Linked DNA regions of Macaca mulatta: region 1 is linked to region 2. Evidence: chromatin contacts called from public Hi-C data. All regions are on one chromosome and are shown on one strand. The core of a region is the stretch at or near the end of the contact, and the rest is flanking DNA. Distances in the headings are between cores, read along the strand shown.

The links. Hi-C and Micro-C count contacts between places; a contact is called where the count stands out from the background.
Region 1: a Hi-C map of fetal cortex germinal zone shows a contact between it and region 2, with 2.8 times the contacts expected there. The contact joins the promoter of TBC1D7 here to the promoter of GFOD1 in region 2. A contact is called at or near these places in 3 of 14 Hi-C or Micro-C datasets (fetal cortex germinal zone, fetal cortical plate and fibroblasts).

Annotation. Positions count from the first base shown.
Region 1 is chr4:169,786,833-169,792,587 of T2T-MMU8v2.0, forward strand. TBC1D7 (TBC1 domain family member 7) reads left to right here and starts at 2,354. Exons shown (of 7, transcript XM_015135574.3): 1 at 2,354-2,562; 2 at 3,940-4,059. The coding sequence starts at 3,948.
Region 2 is chr4:169,623,689-169,628,861 of T2T-MMU8v2.0, forward strand. It overlaps GFOD1 (Gfo/Idh/MocA-like oxidoreductase domain containing 1), which reads left to right and starts at 2,392. Exons shown (of 2, transcript NM_001266214.1): 1 at 2,392-2,760. The coding sequence starts at 2,508.

The sequences.
Region 1 (5,755 bases), core at 1,104-3,603, 160 kb after region 2:
ATAGCAGCCTTGAAAACTGATTATATGAATTGGAGTTATCTTGTCATACCCAGATAAATTAGAGTCCAGAAATGAGGGAGAAGAGAAAGTATTTGGGGCACAAAGTGCCTGCCCAGGAATTATATTGAAAGCCAGCTGCCAAGGTGACCTGCTATATAACCTGAAGACCAGTTTTACCTAGTAGCTGCTGAAACTCTAAGACTAGTTTTACTTACCACCTTCTCTCACAAATTAGAGCTTGCCTGCTCCTAAAAACTTTGCTTAGGGTCAATGAGCTATCTTTCAAGGCAATACATAACATTTCTCTAATGAAACCTCCAACCATCTCTTTGTTCTTCTGAAGACCACCCAAGTCTGTGTGTATGCCCTGAACTGCAATTCTGTTTTCCCAAATAAAATGATTTAGAGACTCATCTTTGTATTTTTAATTGATCTTGACACAGCCAATTCACATATATCCCTACTGTGCCACATGCCAGGCACCATGCCAAGTACATTACATACTTTCTCATTTAACCCTTCCCACCTTCTATATAATCACCACTATTGGTGATGATTTTATTCTATTATTATTTTTTGAGACGGAATTTTACTGTTGTTGCCCAGGCTGGTGCCATCTCGGCTCACTGCAACCTCCGCCTCCTGGGTTCAAGTGATCCTCCTGACTCAGCCTCCGGAGTAGCTGGGATTACAGGTGTGCACCATCACGCCCGGCTAATTTTGTATTTTTAGTAGAGATGGGGTTTCACCATGTTGGCCAGGCTGGTCTCGAGCTCCTGACTTCAGGCGATCCGCCTGCCTCAGCCTCCCAAAGTGCTGGGATTACAGGCGTGAGCCACCGCGCCCAGTCTTGGTGATGATTTAAAGACAAGAAAATGAAATTGTAAAAGTTAGTGACCGGCCCAAGGTTTAGATCAAGTAAACGGAACCTGTGTAAGGTAACTTGAAGAACTCTGCTTACTCATGTGAACACTACCCAAGTAAGGTTTAGTACCCCAGTACTGAGGAACTAAAGATGGTGGTGGTAAGGGGGTGGGGAGAGGCATCAGTGTTTGAGTTCAACCACCACACGTTTCTTTTTTTAAGTTCTGTCTAGCCATTATACCACACATTTGTCTGCACTATAACCGGACTTCTGCACTGTTGATAGTCCTAAGTTTCCTCTAAAGCTTGGCATCTGTGTGGTTTATTTGGTAGAGATTTGGACTTTCAAAGGGACGATACCCATCACTGGGGATTTCTCTCAAACCCTGGCGGTTTAAAAACCTACTTGGGCACTGCTGCTCAGCCGGTGGACCAGTGAGGCAAGCACAGAAATAGAAAGCAAGCATTTGTAAGCGTTAGTAGCTACTTTAAAGAGTAACTTTGTTCTGTTAGACCTACTAATAACAAATCGGAGCTTGTATTTAGCACATATATATTTTTTTAACTTTCATTTTTCTCCCATTTTATAGTATTTTACCTGAGAGGCTGAATATACTAAGACAATGGCCAAACCTAATATAAAAACAGACCTCTAATCCACAACCTGCAGCAACCTGCCCGGAAAACCAGTCCGTTATCTACAATAAGCAACCCAGGGAGCCTGCCTGCTCTAAATCAGACTTGCAGGAAGCCAGATTGCCGTCTCTAGCAACAGTCTAGGAAGCTGAACAATAACTTCTGTAACAACTGGGCTCCAGTGGCCAGGACTTAATAACTGATCGCTTTCTTAATTTTTGTCCTTGCTTCCAAGTTAGGACCGACCAGAGAAAGGCAACTATGCCCCCTAACCAATCCCTGGGATATTTCACTTCTAGGGAGCTGCCTCCAGACTCCGGTCTGCGCACACCTAAAGCCTTCCCTTTTGTCCACCCTAAAGCGTCCCCACTCCTCTGTCTGCCTTTGCGTCCCTCCCCAAAGGCAAGGGACAGTGGCTGACGCCTTTGCTCTTCTCGTTCAGATGGTCTTCCATTTATTCCCACACACCCGGGGCGGGGAGGAAATTAGCAAAAGCAAAACTCGGGTCCTGCACGCAGGCAGCTTAAGTATGGCCCTAGGGCTCGGGTCTCCCCTAGGTAGGAAACTCGAGGGCCGGAGACGGCAGTGCAACCCAGGCACGCGCCTTCGGACGGCCGGAGTAAATGGTCGCGAGATTTTGCAGGGTAGCAAGGGCCCGGGTGCCTAGGGTGGGAGAAACTACACAAGCCTGGAGGCGAGTCTAGCCCTTTATCCCGTCGGGTTTCACCAACGAAACCCCGAGCTTCCCGGAGTGAGGGTGGAGCTTCCTGCGCGCGCCCTCTGCGCATGCGCCGGCCCAGTGCCCGCCCCTCGACCTGGAGTTGATGTCACATCCGGCGGCGGCGGCGGCGGCGGTGCTGAGTTTTGTCTCCCGGGCCGTCGGGGCGCGCACGGGTGTCCCAGGTGTCCCGCCATCTCCCTCCTTCCCGCAGGACTCGCCCCTCCTGGCCCTGGGCTCCAACGGTGCCCGCCTGCCCGGCGGTCAGTCAGCGCACAGGGCACGGCTTCCTCTGCTTCTCCGGACCACTTAGTCTCAACCCGGGCGTGTTTCCACTTCTAGAGGTGAAGCATCCATCAGAGAGAGAATGGGACCTGGGGTCTTGGACCACGGTGTTTTTACTTTTCCCATCAGGTGGACGCGCATGGGCAGGAGATTTTATTTGCAATGTTTCCTCCTAGAGGATGCCTTTGTCATTGTAGTGCAATCTAAGAATGGGTGTCCTTAGACAACAGGGACCGACCGAATCGTCATGCAACTGTTTGGATGCCTTAAAAAAAAAATAAATCCCCACACTCATTACGCGTTTTATGCTGCTGACTTTTTTATTTTTAAGACATCTGCTCCCGAAAGCTCAGAGCCATTTAGCATTTCATTTACTAAACGAATCCTAATCTTTCCTGTGACTGGATCAGTTCAGAGGATATCTTTTCAATAAGGAAGGAAGCCCTCCCCTGCTCACTGGGGACGTCTCAGGATGTTTAAACCTGAAGATTTACTCTTGTGCACAGAGCCTGGAAGCATTTGCGTGAGGCAGTGCCGTGCTTTTTTGGGAAATGCATCACATCTTTTCTGTTCTTGAAACGCCAAATCTAACTTGGTCTTTTTTTGGATGAGTTACCTCCAGTATTATGAAGGTTACTATGAAGGAACCTGAGACCACTGAACTTTTTGAGTTCTTGCGATAGATTTTAAATCGTTTTTCTGGCTTCAACTCTGACTTTAGGATCACTGTCAATCGGCTACATTCTTTACTCTCTTCTCCTTATAATTTAATGCAATTTATCTGTTGTAAGTTTTGAATTTTGATAGTTACACTTAATAGAATTGTGTTTAAAAGAAAAGTGAGGAACTCGTGGCTTTTTACTTTTATATAACTTAATTTTTCATTTTGCAAAATGCCCATTTAAAAAAACAACTAAGCTAAAGAAAGGAAATTAAAATCATCTGGAATCCTACTACCTAAAGATAACCATTGCTAACATTTTGGAATAGAGTGTTAATTTTTAAAATACATGAAATTTGTAAAAAAACAATGAAATCATAGTGTATACTGTTGGAGTATAGTTTTTTTTGACATATCTTGCCTGGCTTCCATTTCACTTATTTTTTTTTCTTTGCACATTTATAATAACTACAGAATGTTCTATTGTGCTAGGCATTCATAGGTATAGTGGGAAACCTAGTGCATAAACCTTGTGCCATGTATTTTAGCAGCTCAGAGAACTTTTAACGTATATCTTGGGTTTTGGCCAAGATGCATAGGTGGATGGTTGTAGAACTGAGTAAAAGGAAATCTTTAATATTGGGTCCTATGCAAGGGTACATCAGATTTATTGAAAAGGTGGAGAACATCATTGAAAATTATTCTAATTCTTGACTCATTGTTTCTACATTCACTTTTCTCCTTCGTCTCTCTCTCTTTCTGTGTCTCCTCCAAGAATGAAATATGACTGACGACTCTCAGAGAAACTTTCGTTCAGTATATTATGAGAAAGTGGGGTTTCGTGGAGTTGAAGAAAAGAAATCATTAGAAATTCTCCTAAAAGATGACCGTCTGGGTGAGTGCTTTTTAAAATTAATCTCATTGGTTCTCAGTCATTCCACATGTTCTTAAGTAAGTATTTTCTTAAAAGACATCCAGAAGCATTGGTTGTTTGTTGTATTTTTTAGTGATGTGTTGAAGCAGAATGGTGTATTTTGAGAAAAGTTATAGATTTTTCAAATTTATATTTCACTGAGGGTCAGAAGTTTTTGAAAGGTTTCTTAAGAAAGTCGTTAATATTTTTTCTTTAATTGAACCTATATGTATTATCTAGGTAAATTTGCAATAACTCTGGTCATGATTTTTTTCTTCTTTTTTTTGAGACCGAGTCTGACTCTGTTGCCCAGGCTGTAGTGCAGTGGTGCGATCTGGGCTCACTGCAACCTACACTTCCTGGGTTCAAGCGATTCTCCTGCCTCAGCCTCCTAAGTAGCTGGGACTACAGGCATGCGCCACCATTCCTAGCTATTTTTTGTGTTTTTAGTAGAGACAGTCACCATGTTGGCCAGGCTGGTCTCAAACTCCTGACCTCAAGTGATCCACCCACCTCGACCTCCCAAAGTGCTGGGATTACAGGCATTAGTTACCACGCTCAGCCCATGATTTTCTTCTATGGAAATACTAAGAGTGCATTGTATATTGACATTTTAGTTTATTTTAAGCCAATCTGAATAAGGTCTGTTGTTGACTAAAGTAAAATAAACTGAACCATATTTAAAGATAATACTTTATTTGCATAGAGTACTTTTAAAGTTTCTGAAACACTTCTCACCTTATCTTTGATCTTCAACTGTACAGTCTTTGCTTTAGTATGTCTGGTATTCTCCTTTGATAAGTAGAAGAATTGAGGGTCAGGGAACTAACTGTAATTTACTGGAAAATGTAGGGTTTTGAAGGTGGACTGCACCACTTACTAGCTGTGTTAGTTTGATCAAATCATTTAACTGCTTTGAACTTCAGTTTCTGCATTTTTAGAACAAGAACTACCTAACAGGCTTGCAATGTGAATTAAATGAAATAACCCTGTAATTAATAACTACCACTGTTATAGGGAATGTAGTAATATATGCAAAATGCATCTCCAATGCTGTAAAATGCAAATTGTTTTTATTTTTATTATTATTTTTTAAGACAGCGTCTCACTCTGTTGCCCAGGCTGGAGTGCAGTGGCATGATCTTGGCTCACTACAACTTCTGCCTCCTGGGTTCAGGTGATTCTTCTGTCTCAGCCTCCTGACTAGCTGGGACTACAGGTGTGTGCCACCATACCTGGCCGATTTTCGTATTTTTAGTAGAGATGGTGTTTCGCCATGGTGGCCAGGCTGGTCCCAAACTCCTGACCTCTAGTGATTTGCCCGCCTCAGCCTCCCAAAGTGCTGAGATTACAGGTGTGAGCCACTGCGCCTGGCCGCAAATTGTTTTTAAATAACTTAGTTGGCAGAAGTCTTGGGCTAGAAATCAGACTAGTATTACTTCTTCTAAACTTACTGACCATATGGTAGACATCCCCTGAAGAAATGTCTTAACTATTCTTTCAGTTTTAAAAAATGAAATGTGCTTTGACATACTGTGATCAGCATGAAAAGCTTCTAACAATTGTTTTCTTCTTCCTCTAGATACAGAGAAACTTTGTACTTTTAGTCAGAGGTTCCCTCTCCCGTCCATGTACCGTGCATTGGTATGGAAGGTGCTTCTCGGTATGAGACCCAGGA
Region 2 (5,173 bases), core at 1,142-3,641:
TTTGCTCAAGGTCCTACAGCTAATAAATGGCAGAGCCAGAAGTCAACGCCAGTGGCTCTGGCTGTGCTCTGACCGCTACTGCACATCCTCGGCTCCCTGAGAGCCTGGCCTTCTCTGACATGTGACAAGTCTGTGATGTATCCAGTCCCTTGGGTCCGACACCACTGCCTGCTCCTGTGCCCAGATAGGCGTTCCTGCCTTGGTTCTTACAAAACCCCTGCTCAAAAGAAGCCTGTTAGTGTTGAGGTCAACACCCCCTTTGTCTCTCAGTCCTCCCCAGGCTGCTGCCAGCCACCCAGCACCGTGTCCTTTGTGCGTTTCTTCTAATGCCCTAGGTCAGCCTCCACTCCGCATTGCCACACACAGCTTTTTTGATATCCTGCTCTCTCCACGCGCGCCCCGCCTCACTGCCAGTTGTTACAAGTTGTTTTAAACGCTTGCAAGTATCACGTTTTCCACTCGTGTTGCGGCAGACATTGAGCCCAGTGCTGAAGACAGGAGATGAACATGACCTGACCCATGACCTCTCCAAAGACCTTCAGCTAGAAGACGTGCCTTTCAATTTTTAGTCCCCGCTCCCGGCATCAAATGGGTGCGAAGCGGGCATTCGATGAATATGCATTCATTTATTTAGCAAATGTTTATTGAGGGCCTACTACATACAGGCAGGCAGTGTGCCAGGTGCCAAGGATATGGTGGAAAACCAGACAGACGCAGAGTCCCCACGGCTCCAGAGGTGCGGGGCCAGCCTTGGCCAGTTCCCCTCAGTCCCCCCTCAAGGGCCTGACAAGGGTGCAGGGGGGTCGAGGTGGGGGCAAGCTGGGAGAAGTAAAGGCTGCTGGAAGTGGCGATGGCAACAGGAGCCGAAGCAAGAAGCGGGCGTGGCATCTGGCCAGGGCGACATATCCGTCTCGAAACCTAGACACGAGACGCACGCGCCGCAGCGGCCTCGGAGACCCCTGCGCCGCTGCGGCAGTCCAGACCACAGCCTCTACGCGGCGGCGGGCACGGGCCTAGGGGCAGGGGAGGTGGGAGGCAGATGGGAGCCCGCCAAGACTGGACTGTCTGGGAAGAAGGCGGCTGAACCGTGCGTGCGCGGCCGGAGCGGGGGCGCGCGATTGGAGCAGGCTAGCTTGGAAGGGGACCGGAGAAGTCTGCGGTTCCATGCCCAGACTCTGGGGCCTGGATTCCAATCGCAGGCCTGTTGCTTACATATGTCACCTTGCGCAAGTCCCTTAGCCTTCACTGGGACTCATTTACATCACTGGTAAAATGGGTTTCCAATAACCTTAGGTTGCTGCGAGGACTAAAAGGGACAATGCCTGGAAAGGCTTCAGTATGATGCTCAGCACGCAGGTAACGCTCCGGGGACCGAGGTTGTTAATACCGGCTGTTCGCACCTCGCCGGGTCCCCTCACTGCCCCCAGGCCAAGGCGCCCACTGCTCTCTTCCAAGGGACAGGCGACTAACCTATTGGGGCGCGCCCTGCCTAGATAGATTTATTTGCTTGCTTGGGGCGGGGTTTGGAGTGAAGCAGGGAGGAGAAGAAGATGGTGAGGGCAAAGAAAGGGAAGAAGCGGAGGGGCAGGAGGCGAGCGAGGCGGGGCCGGGGAGGAGCCGGGCTGGGCTCCCAGGGCCCCGGCGCAGCGCGCACCCGGAGCTGGCGGCGGCGGGGGCGGGGGCGGCGCGCGGCGGCCAATGGCGCGCGGCGCTGCGGTGAGGGCGGTGCAGGAACACCGGCCGCTGACAGCCAAACTCGCCAACTCCGCCCTCGTCCCCGCGGGATCCCGGAGCCTGAGCCGGCCTGGGGCCGAGGCCGCCCGAGCCGCGAGGCGAGCGAACATGGCAGCAAAATGAGGAGGCTGGCGCCGGGTCGTGGCAGCCGCTGCAGCGCTGCAGCTTGAGATCCCCGTCCGGCGCGCTCCGGGCCGCATCCTTAGCCGGCCTCCTGGCGGTCGCGGGATTATTTCATTCCGAGCGGAGGGCGAGGGATAAAGGAGACTCCCCAGCGGAGCGGGTCCGTGCCCAGACTCTGGGGCAGGGTGTAGACGTTTGTGTGTGCGATTCGCCGGCTGCGCAAACGACGCGGGAGAGAGACGGTCCCGGGCTGCGGCGGCGCGGCCGCGGGGATGAGCCGGCCATGGAGCGGCCTTGGCTGGGCGCACGCAGCGGACTGGCGCTGCCGCCCGAACGCCGCCTGAGCCGGGGCTCCAGGGGGCTTCGAAGCCTCCGGCGCCCTGGGGGGGTCCCTGTCGCCGACTCCGGGAAGGACGCAAGCCCCGCGTGGCGGACACTGCCGCAGTCACCGTACTGAGGCGCCCCGAGCTTGCTCCGCCTGCAGCTCGGTGCGCGCTGGGCACCCGGGCGCCTTGCCCGGTGCACGGCGGCTGGCGCACAGCGGCTAGATTGGCTGCAGGAGCCGGGTGCAGGACTAGCTGGAGGTGGGTGTGTGCGCGTGTTGGACTGGAGATCCGAGTAGAAGCAGAACCAGGCGGCTCTGAGCAGCCATGCTTCCCGGGGTGGGCGTGTTCGGCACCAGCCTCACGGCCCGTGTCATCATCCCGCTGCTAAAAGACGAGGGCTTCGCGGTGAAGGCGCTGTGGGGCCGCACGCAGGAAGAAGCGGAGGAGCTGGCCAAGGAGATGAGTGTCCCCTTCTACACTAGCCGCATTGATGAGGTGCTGCTACATCAGGACGTGGACTTGGTGTGCATTAACCTGCCGCCGCCTCTCACCAGACAGATCGCTGTCAAAACCCTAGGTGAGCGACCCCTACCCTGAATCCTCCGTCCCACACCCGCCCTTTAACCTTCCCTGGGTTCCTTCCCCGCTGCCTTTCCCTTTCCGTGTCCCAGAAGCTTACCCTGCATCTACGCTGCCCCAGGGATCTGAGATCCCAGATCCGACTCAGAGCTCCCTCCTTCCTTGTCCCGGGCCTTCCCCACCTTTGCACTTCCCTCCTGCCTCCTGGCACCACTTGGACGCGCTTCCCCACGTGTGTGGCTGGCAGGCTGGAGGAGGAGTGTGTTCCGGGGATCCGAACTAGGAAGATCAGATGCCGATATCAGGGGATGGGGTGCTCCGCAAGAAGAGGAAAGTTAGTCCTCAGCTGTGTGTGTCGTGTACGTGTGTGTGTGAGTGTGTGTGTGTGTGTGCGCGCGCGCGCCTGGGAGACGCGAGTGCGCGCCCAGAAACGCCTGAATAAAGGGCCGCACACGTGTCTCGGGGTTCTTGGGTTCGACAGAGGACCTGCCCTTCAGCAACTGTGGCGCCCTGTTGGGGTCGTTTGTTTCTTTCTACTGTGAGTTAGTTTAGCGTGACATTGGAGGTGTGACCATCGGCTGGAATTATTTCGTCTGCGCTGGAGGCAAGGATGATGGGAGTGGTTGGATGGGGGTGATGATTTAGAATGTTTTCAGAAGCGTCATAGGTTAGTAAAGACTGATTTGATAAAACCAGGGGTTTTAACTTTTGAATGCAGCCTTCCGGGAAATGTCTTCTGCCACAGTTTGGAGTAATCGATTTTAAATTTTTACGGGGATGGGCGCAGTAGCTCCAGAGGCATGGACGCTTTGCATCAGAAAAGGCCCTCGCTAATCGCCTTCAGGAATAGTTTCTGAAGGCACAGTGTTGACCCGCGGGGGCCGGAGATGAGTTCAGGGTGCCTCACCATCTGGTCCCTGCTCCCCTCAACTCCCAGGCAGTCTGAACAATCTCTGAGCACAGAGTAGCAACCTCTTAGCCCATGCTCAGGGGAAAGAGAAGGGCATGTTTTGTTCATCATCAGTTCTTACATATAACCTAAAACAATCCCAGGAAGCTTGCTTGATCTTACAATTCCAAGAAAATTAGCAGCTCACCTTTGAAAGCTGAAGTTTCTATTGGTGAGGAAAACACAAAGCTTATAACAAGAACAAAGCTTATAACCAGATGAAGCGAATAGTAGAACAGATTAGAAGGGAGGAACTGCCAAGGAACAGAGACCATCCAGAAACCAACCGGAAGTTATGTAGTCTTGGAAAGACTGTTTTATTTTTTAAAAATAGGTGTGGATTCAGGGTGGGTGAAATATATATATGTGTTTTAATTCTGCCTTCGAAGAGCTCTGAACAGAATGTAGAAACTCTCCATAGAAAGGCATTTTTATCAGGCCATTTGGCTGTTGACTCAGATGCGACATCTGATGGAATTCCTAAGGAGGCTGCTCACATTGTCAGTTTTAATTGTCAGTTAATTTTATTAAGTGTCTGCCCTTTGTGGCCTGTTTCTTTGGCCTTGAACTGAATGCCATTGAGTCTGGCCAATATTTATTTTCTGTTTGATGGAACATGTGTATTGGGTGGATAACTCCCTGGTTTACATTGGCTATTTGCATATTAAATATTTTATAACCATCTTGTGGTATAATTCTATTGGTGCAGTTTGTACAAAACTGGTCCCTCATGAGCCCTGGGTATACTGGAGAGCTTAGGACTGGTCATATCTGAAAGACCATGTTGTAACTTCGTTTCTCCACCATAGAGATGGTGGTTCCTGTCCTGGGTACAGACCCACAGAGCAAACCTAGAGCAGGAGGGTGGCGATTTGGGGAACAAGGATGACCTTGTTTTCTGGCTGTCTCTGGGAAGTTGGCCATGAAAGTATCTGGGGGCTCTGGTTTCAAGAGATGTGACACAAATTAGACATTTCTGGATACTTCTTCTGTTCTTATTTTTCAAATATCCCTGTGACTTTTCTTTAATTAACAAGACATGTCTGTTATCTCTTCAAAGCCAATGATAAGAGGCATAATAGACCTAGTTGAATAATGGTGATGACAGAATAGGGTTTTGTTCATGTTTTTAGGGTAGGTTTTGAGCTTCTTTCTTCTTTCTTTTTTTAACTCCTTCTTTTGCAGGCTGCCCCTGCGAGTGCACAGTGGGGTGGTCGTCTTCGTTTGCTTTACAGTCACTATTGAAGGTTCAACACATACAACACAGGAAGTGAAAAACCCCAAACAGTTACCAGGCTGGTCTGGCTGTTGGGAGTGTATAGATACGAGTGTTTGCCTGGACTCTGACTTGTCCGAGTAAATTGTCCTTTTAGCAAAGTCCTGGACTTTGGCTTGCTTGCCCAGTAATGGTGACAGGTCTGTGACTCTTGATCCACACTGATAACTGGTCACAGGCCTGTCA